2 separate regions of the Xenopus laevis genome follow, and region 2 is linked to region 1. Evidence: chromatin contacts called from public Hi-C data. All regions are on one chromosome and are shown on one strand. Each heading gives the region's core, a stretch centred on a gene start, on an enhancer-like site or on the middle of the called end of the contact. The rest is flanking DNA. Distances are from core to core; before and after follow the strand shown. Region 1 has its middle 8.3 kb from the start of six1.L. Region 2 has its middle 47 kb from the start of six6.L.

What was found. A called contact is a pair of places that touch in the nucleus more often than the background predicts.
Region 2: a contact with region 1 is called in a Hi-C map of the XL177 cell line, with 2.2 times the contacts expected there. The contact joins two enhancer-like sites. A contact is called at or near these places in 2 of 4 Hi-C or Micro-C datasets (the XL177 cell line and the XTC cell line).

What each region holds. Positions count from the first base shown.
Region 1 is chr8L:93,781,145-93,785,263 of Xenopus_laevis_v10.1, reverse strand. No RefSeq gene overlaps it. Among protein-coding and RNA genes, the nearest start is that of six1.L, 8.3 kb to the right of the region's middle. Within about 2 kb of position 2,358, at least 2 of the 7 cell types and tissues checked have an H3K27ac peak or open chromatin away from gene starts, as enhancers often do.
Region 2 is chr8L:93,852,756-93,856,874 of Xenopus_laevis_v10.1, reverse strand. No RefSeq gene overlaps it. Among protein-coding and RNA genes, the nearest start is that of six6.L, 47 kb to the left of the region's middle. Within about 2 kb of position 2,309, at least 1 of the 7 cell types and tissues checked has an H3K27ac peak or open chromatin away from gene starts, as enhancers often do.

The DNA of each region.
Region 1 (4,119 bases), core at 1,109-3,608:
CCTATTTTTAATGGAGAAGACAAAAAGTGTGACACAAAAGATGCATTTTGGGGGGGGGGGGTAACTCCCTGGTTGCTTTGAGCATTTTCTTGACTGCATAACCTATTCAACAAGTAGAAATATAGTGACATCACAATAACAGCTGTGGCTACAGTAGGTTTGTGCACTGTATTGTCCTGTCCCTGCACTATGCTGTCCTGTCTTGCATATTCTTGCACTTGCACTTTTTGTCTGTTGTCCGGTACATCTATGTTGTGTGTAGCACCATGGTCCTAGAAGAGGAACGTTGTTTCATATCACTATGTACTGTACAAACGTATATGGATGAAATTACAATAAACTCACTCTTGATATAAAGGGGCTAATTTATAAAAGTCAGGGCACGATATAATCTAAAAAGTGAAGTACGTTGCACTTCGCAGCCTGCCCAGAATTTAGGTCCCATGGAGCAGGTATTTGCGCACCAGAATGGAGTGGAAAGACCTATGCCTCCACTATGTACACAATGCAGAGAGGAGGCGAACACCCTTAAAGTAAAATGAGGGGTTCTAATCCATAGGGGACTCCCCATAAGGGCCTCCAAATAATGTTAAGAATACTCCGAACACCCTTAAAGTAAAATGAGGGGTTCTAATCCATAGGGGACTCCCCATAAGGGCCTCCAAATAATGTTAAGAATACTGAGAGTAATGGATAGCACACCATATTTGAAAAAAATAATAGAAAATTTATTACAAAAAAGAAAAGAAAAATTACAAAAGTAATACAAAAATTCTATTATTTTTTCAAATTGGGTGTGCTATCCATTAATCCCAGTATTCTCCACTATGAACACAGCACTGCATGCTCACCTTTGGATTCCCCCTGGCTTGTACATCATTTAGATGAATTCAGGTCAGTCTCATGAATCTCATGGGTCGGGTGCCTATGATCCATGGATTTGTCCTTACTAGCGTCCATGGGATTTGTACATTAGGCCCATAGTGTCAAGAACAGATATTTGCTAAAGCATGATATGCCTTTAAAAATAGAAGGAATGTGCCCTGAAATATGCTGTTTAATCATGGACCCCAGAAAGGGCAGCAAGGCTTACCTGAAATTGGGCAGGGTTTTGGGCCGATTGGGGTCATATTTCGTTGTGACTGTGGCAAAACAACAAAAGTGTGTCCTAAACTAAATCTTAAATCTTAAATACCCCAATTACAACTTTACTATCTCTGAATTGTTAATTGCTGAATTATAACTTGCCACAGATTGACGACCTGATTAGGGCGCACCTCCCAGTTCTCCCAGTTTGCGGACTCCAAAAGGGACCAGGGCTTGTCTCAAAGTACAGGGTTTTTGGGTGGGTCTTGGTGTATCTAGGTGTGTGAACAGTTTTTTTTTGCTATGTATGGTTTTGCAGAGTTTGTCCACCTGCAAATGTTTAGTGAAATGGAGTCAAAAATTGGTCAAGCGGTCGGTTTCATGTGTGACAGAAAAGGTGTGTGGTACACAAGAAAGACATGCAGTACACAAGAAAAATGCATGCATAATATTATTCTACCGTCTCCTTCTACATTAACCAATGGGATTTGAGCACCCAGATATTAGCTGTTTGTGGATTTATTAATTGTGCCTGTGTTTGTAAGCTAATAATATATAAACTATAGATGGTGCTTTTTAACATAGGAGGAACGTGTCAGGAGGGAGTGGCTCACGTGAGGTTTGCAGACAGTGGGAGCACATTGCCTTATGGTATGTTTTATTATAATCTGATACAATTTTTTTTATGTTGTTTGCTGTGATTATTTTGCACTAATAAAATTGAGCCACCTTGCATATTATTTATTTTTCATACTAAAGTGTTGGAAGGCCTGAGGAGTGCACAAGTTCTTCACTGGGAAATACAGAAAAATATAACTGGTTCTGACCTCCTGTCTTGTAATTCCAAAGGAACCAGAAACAGTACACCTGTAAAAGGAAATATACTTTGCCATGCAATAGTATTACTTTTTTTAAAAAAATCAGATTTTTGCAAAGTGACACTGTGTTACTGTACATTCTAGTCCTGTTTGTTCTCAGGCACAGATGAACACATCTTCCCATAGCTGAAACCCAGCAGCACCCAGTGTGTTTCCATTGCCTCTGGCAGGCAGACTGTTAAACCAGTCAGGTGGTATGTCAGGGAAGAGCTGCGGGCAGGGGATATACACAGTGGCCCCTGGAAGCAGAGTAGGCAGAAGGTGATGTGAGGCTGGGAAAGTGAGGTGTGGGAAGGAGCTGCCCTACTGAGCTGCCTGCAGGGCCTTCAACGCATTGAGTTGGCAAGCAGGCGCAGGTGTTACTGACAAGTCTACATTTTCTCAGCCCTTTTAGGGATTTTTGACAGTACAAAGCCCTTTACCTTCCTGCTCCGCTCCTATATGCCCCCAGCACTGCTGTCCCCTGCTTACTCCCTGCTCTTGACTCCCCCGGGCACAGATTATCTGCAGCATCCTGGCCCCATGGTTTCCTTTGGCACCAGCGTCCCAAATCTCATGTAATCTAATAATAATCCGGCGACTGGCATTATTCCTTCTAGTTTTAACTAAACCACAGACGCGCCATGCGCGCAGATATTGAGATATTTCAGGCAGAGATGGGTCGGGATTGCAAGCAAGTACATACAAGATAACTAGAGGGAGATGAAACATACAGTAGATAACAGTAGGCAATTCTAGAACTCCCCTTGATTCCCCTTTTATTTATGGGGAGGCCAAATCACTCCTTTCTAGACGCAACACCTGCTGGAATGGAAATTCTGCGCAAATAAAACTGTAACCAAGTAGCCACTCTGCACCGACACTCTCTCTAATTTCTTAAAGGGTATGACATTTCCCCAAATGTATGTAGAAATGAGTTTTGTGTGTGTTTGCGCAGAGGTGTCTGTGTGCAGCCACAATTAGTTGGGGCCAGGGCGTTCAGTTTGGAGAGAATTGTTTATTCTACAGCCGGGGCTCCCTATGCAGTGCTAAGTTACTATTAGCTGCCAGTGCCAACTGCCACACTACTGTCTCTTGCTCAACAAAGATGAAGGGTTGGTAACTAACCAACTGCCCCAAATGTGTTGAATAGGAATCAGAACAGATCAAAGCTTATTGTGCAGTATATCCTGGTACAATGTAGAATGGGTTGAATTGTATTAACCACAGATGCGCCACAAATAGAAAGTACAGGAGCTGTTAATCACCCTAAAATAATTGTGGGTACCAAAAAAAACATAGGCCAAACTAAATTATCTATGCCTTAAATTAACTGCTATCCTCCCATGCGTCCCCAAGTCTCTTTGGAGTGGACATGCCGGCGGAATGTAAGCTTTTTAGGCAAGGAATCCTATCTGCTACTAGTTTGCTTACAAATGTAACACTGTTGTACTGTTTTCTTCTCCTCTCGCAGTTCCCAGCTCTTCATACAGGCCTCTATTTTCCCACACAATCCGGGTAACACAATACGTTTTACAGTCAGTCATGGATATTATAAAAACGATTTCCTTTTCCCAATAACAAAAAAAAAAGCGATGGTAATTGCCCAGAATATTCAGGTGGGTTGCACGTAACACTTTCTTTATCACAGAAGGGCTTCTATATACCAGATCCCATAGAGCGGGGACAAGGACTGACTTTTTGTTGCTTTATACCTTGGCAAATACGCAGTGAATAGATTTGTGCGCGTAATTGGGCCAAATGAGCAGAACTGCCTGTTTAGTTCTATTCTGTACAGAGCATTGAGCCCCACGATCTGTGCCAAATCTGCCAGCGCTTTATTGCTAGGACTTCTGTTCTGACCCACAAAAACACCCAGTAAGCTGAGATCATGTGTTACTTTTGGGAAAGCCGGTTGCAAATTGTTTTTATTTGGTTTAATATTAATTGCCCCAATCAAGGAGTTTAGAAAAAGATATGACGATTATGTTTCATTATGGTTATTGCCATGTAATGTGAATGGGCTTTTCTATTCGTGATTAATGTAATAACTAGCCAGCTCAGGGGAAGAGCAAACAGAGAATAGTGTAGAGAATACACATGTAACTGCTGGTACCTTGGGTAAATGTACCTCCTTGCTTTATATTTAAAGACGCATTTATTTAAATATATTTGG
Region 2 (4,119 bases), core at 1,060-3,559, 72 kb before region 1:
TTTATTTTCTTGCCTCTAAAAGAAATTCCCAAGCAACACTGCCTGCTACCACCATACACTGTTTTCCTTTCCTTAGGCATTTTCCCCCATATGTTTTCACCCGAACAGACCTAATATGATCATTCTAAAAGTTGTCAGCATCTCGGAGGTTTTAAGTTTCAACAAAAAACAGCTGTCTGGCTCTGTCCACAACAAGAAGTAATTCTTAATGCATGAGCCTGGTTCCCAGAATGCTGATTGATTAGACACACATTCTGTTCAAACCAATTCCATGCTCTCAATAAAAAATTAATTCTACTTTATTATGTGTTCACCTGAGAATTAGCTCAGCGTATTTGAAGGGCCTATTTATTAATATGTCTGCAGCTACAAATTAAACCCAAACAGAGCACAAAATGTAGCCACGGATGGTTATGTCAATATATCCTTCAAATTCTGCAAAACATAATATTCATGCTAAATAGTTCAGTCCTGTCCCCTCTGGCAGTGAATACATGGTACTGTGTGCAATGGGACACTCTTCTATTTCCTTTAGAAGCAAAATATCTCACAGGCATTGAAAGGTTGATATTTTAGTTTTTAACAAGTCAGTATGACAGATCAAATCGGTCTGTTGAGACAAAATCATGGCCAGTGGAGTAACTAGACCTACATGGGCTCTGATGTAGGATTTGCTCCCGGTCCCCCCACAGGCTCCCTATTCTTCTGCAGGGCTGGTCCTATCAAAGGTGGGGCCCTATTAGGATCATTTTGGCGGGCCCCTAGACAAAGAATGTACTGTTTCTGTTGTGTGCATCTGGAGAGTTGTATACTTTTTGCTGTAAAATATTAAGGTGTAGTTAGCTGGTATCAATCAGTACCTACAGGTGCAAGTTGGTAATTAAATGACCCTAACACAGAATTGTGTACACATTTAACCCCTAGATTTAATGTAACACATCTGAGCTATTTTGGTTTATTTTCATCTCATTAGATCCAAATTAATGAATCTTTCATGGAAATATTTGCAGCACATAAGATATGGCTTCTTACTGCAATTCTTTTATCTTTCCTCTTGCTACATAAACAAGAATAGAATACTTGCTAACTACTCAAATTCCTTAGAGGTTATAAAAATCCACAGAAAGAAAATATTTTTGGGGTATGCTTAAAGTGGTCTCTCACTCCATAACTGTTATTCATGAACAAAACAGTTCAGACCTAGGAATGGGGGCATACAGGGACAGGAGAGAGAAAGGGAAGGGGGGGGGATATGGGGCACAGGGACAGGAGAGAGGAAATAGGGGCACACAGGGAAAGGAGTGAGAAAGAGGGAGGAAGGGAGGGAGGGAGGAAACAGGGGCACACAGGTCAACAGACACAAAGGAAATAGGAGAGTGGACTGAGCCAATCGGGTTGGGGCAGGCTAAGCAGATTCGGTTTTGGGACGGGCTCATTTGATTGGGATTGAGAGTGGGCTGGCCCTATGGAGATTGAAGCTGACTGGGCCTATCAGAGTTGGGGGAGGACTGGGCAGCTTTATGTGCTATGGAAATTCTTACACGTGCTGCCCCCTGGGGCTGAGCCTCCAGGGGTGTGGGGCCATACTGGGCCAAATCGGTCCAATCAGTCTAAGGCTGGCCCTGTTCTCCTGGATGGCCCTCACACTCTGGATGTGCACCTGAGTACACATTTACTGTATATGTTCCTTTCAACCTGATCGTGTTGCTGTGTCTCTGACGGGCCCCATTGGGGGTGTGCCCAGGTGCATTCACAAGCCTGTCACCCCCAATTGTTATACCAGTGATCTTGGCTTTTATAAATAACTTTATTTTAAGTTTATGGTGATTCAAATTTTACTTTGAAAAGTTTTTTGAGGCAAATAAAGTCAGGGTTTCTGTGTAATAATAGCATCCATGGGTCCAAGCAATTGCATTTGAAATAAATAGGAAGCCCATAGATCTAATTATGTCCCAGAGAACACATTGCCTGTAATGGTGTTGTGTGCCCATTGCCCTATTGTGTGATGCATGGGCAGTTGTAGGGTGGGATAGGGCAGAATGGGAATCTGCTCTTGTCCCCCATCAACAGTGGACCCAAACAATTGGGCACCAACAGTGGTATAACTACTAGGTGTGCAGGGGGGGTGATTGCACCAGGGTCTGTACCCCCTGGGGGCCAGCTGTAGCCAAGATAAGATTTATCACAAGCAGCAGGGCAGGGAGAGATTTTTGCAGCACATATATTGGCAGAATGCTAGTGCGCAATTAGGGGCCAGGAGCACATCCTGCAGCCGGGCCTGCTGTTGCCAAGTTATGCCACTGCGCCAAGATCCCCAAAAAAAACACATTGCCAAAGTATTAAAGGGATACTGTCATGGGGAAAAAAAAATTTAATAGTGCTGCTCCAGCAGAATTCTGCACTGAAATCTATTTTTCAAAAGAGCAAACTGATTTTTTTATATTCAATTTTGAAATCTGACATGGGGCTAGACATTTTGTCAATTTCCCAGCTGCCCCTGGTCATGTGACTTGTGCCTGCACTTTAGGAGAGAAATGCTTTCTGGCAGGCTGCTGTTTTTCCTTCTCAATGTAACTGTATGTGTCTCAGTGGGACATGGGTTTTTACTATTGAGTGTTGTTCTTAGATCTACCAGGCAGCTGTTATCTTGTGTTAGGGAGCTGCTATCTGGTTACCTTCCCATTGTTCTTTTGTTTGGCTGCTGGGGGAGGGGGAAAGGGAGGGGGTGATATCACTCCAACTTGTAGTACAGCAGTAAAGAGTGATTAAAGTTTATTAGAGCACTAGTCACATGACTTGGGGCAGCTGGGAAATTGACAATATGTCTAGTCCCATGTCAGATTTCAAAATTGAATATAAAAAAATCTGTTTGCTCTTTTGAGAAATGAATTATCCCTTTAAAGACACATATGGGGGAATATAATATTAGTCGTTAACAGAAAATTCGTTCACATTGCGAATAAATGTTGGCAATGCAAACAATTTTGCCTTTCAGAACTCTTTGCCCCTCACACGATAGTTGATAATTTTATCATTTGCGATAGTGCGCAGTGTATTTAATGAAACTTCTTAATGAAAAAGTTGTTTGCTCCAAAAGTTTAATCCACCTTCAAGCAGGTGTTAAAGGTTTGCAATGCAATAAATGCTTAATGAAGAATATTACATTGCGACATGCACATTTTTATTCTTATTTGTGCACAGATTTCAAATTATATTACATTTCCCCCATGGGGGACTATTTATTAAAATGTGGGATTTATAGAATTGTGTTAATTCATTGTGTTTGCCGCTATTGTGTGCTTTTTTGCAATTTAAATTTTTGAATAGTAACAAATAGAGCCCTTACTGTGTAACAGTTATTATATGCTCTCAGAAAAAATCACAGCACCCAGATTCAGACTGAGGCATACTGGTGAATTGTAGGTTAACAACAGTTGGATGATTGCTTGTTGGACATCCCTGATTAATATTATTTCCTCTCAGATTGCGGCCACAACCTCTCTACATTATCCAAGGGTCCCTTTTCTGTAACTTTGGCTCTGGTTTGGTGCCAGACTCATAGCAATAAAGCGATTGAATCAAGAGCTAAAAGTGATTTTAGAGGAACTGAGCCTAATACAGCAGAGCAAAAGGTCTTATTGACTGAGCTATTTCATGTGGCGTTTTAGATTTGTTGGGTTTAATCATAAACACTGTTGCCTCTAATGAGCCATCAATTTCTTACAGCTGTTACATTAAAAATAGCTCCACTATCAACTGTACATTTCCAGGCCAGTGTAAAGTATTATAGACTTGTGATATTCCAGCTCCTGGATCCCCCAGCCAACTGGCCCCTGAATGTAGCTACAGCTGCAAGGATATTTATCAAGGCATAAACTGAAGGAATGGATAAACAAACATATATATATTTATATAAATATATATATAAATATATATATATATATATATATATATATATATATATATATATATATATATATGTTTTTATTTGGCATTACCCAACATGCAGAATAACTAGGTAGTCTTTTAATTCTATAGCCTTAAAATATACATATTTGACCCTCACTGGTTTTTAAAAATAACTATTTTTCCCTAGTTTTAGCACAAGCTTTCGCAGGT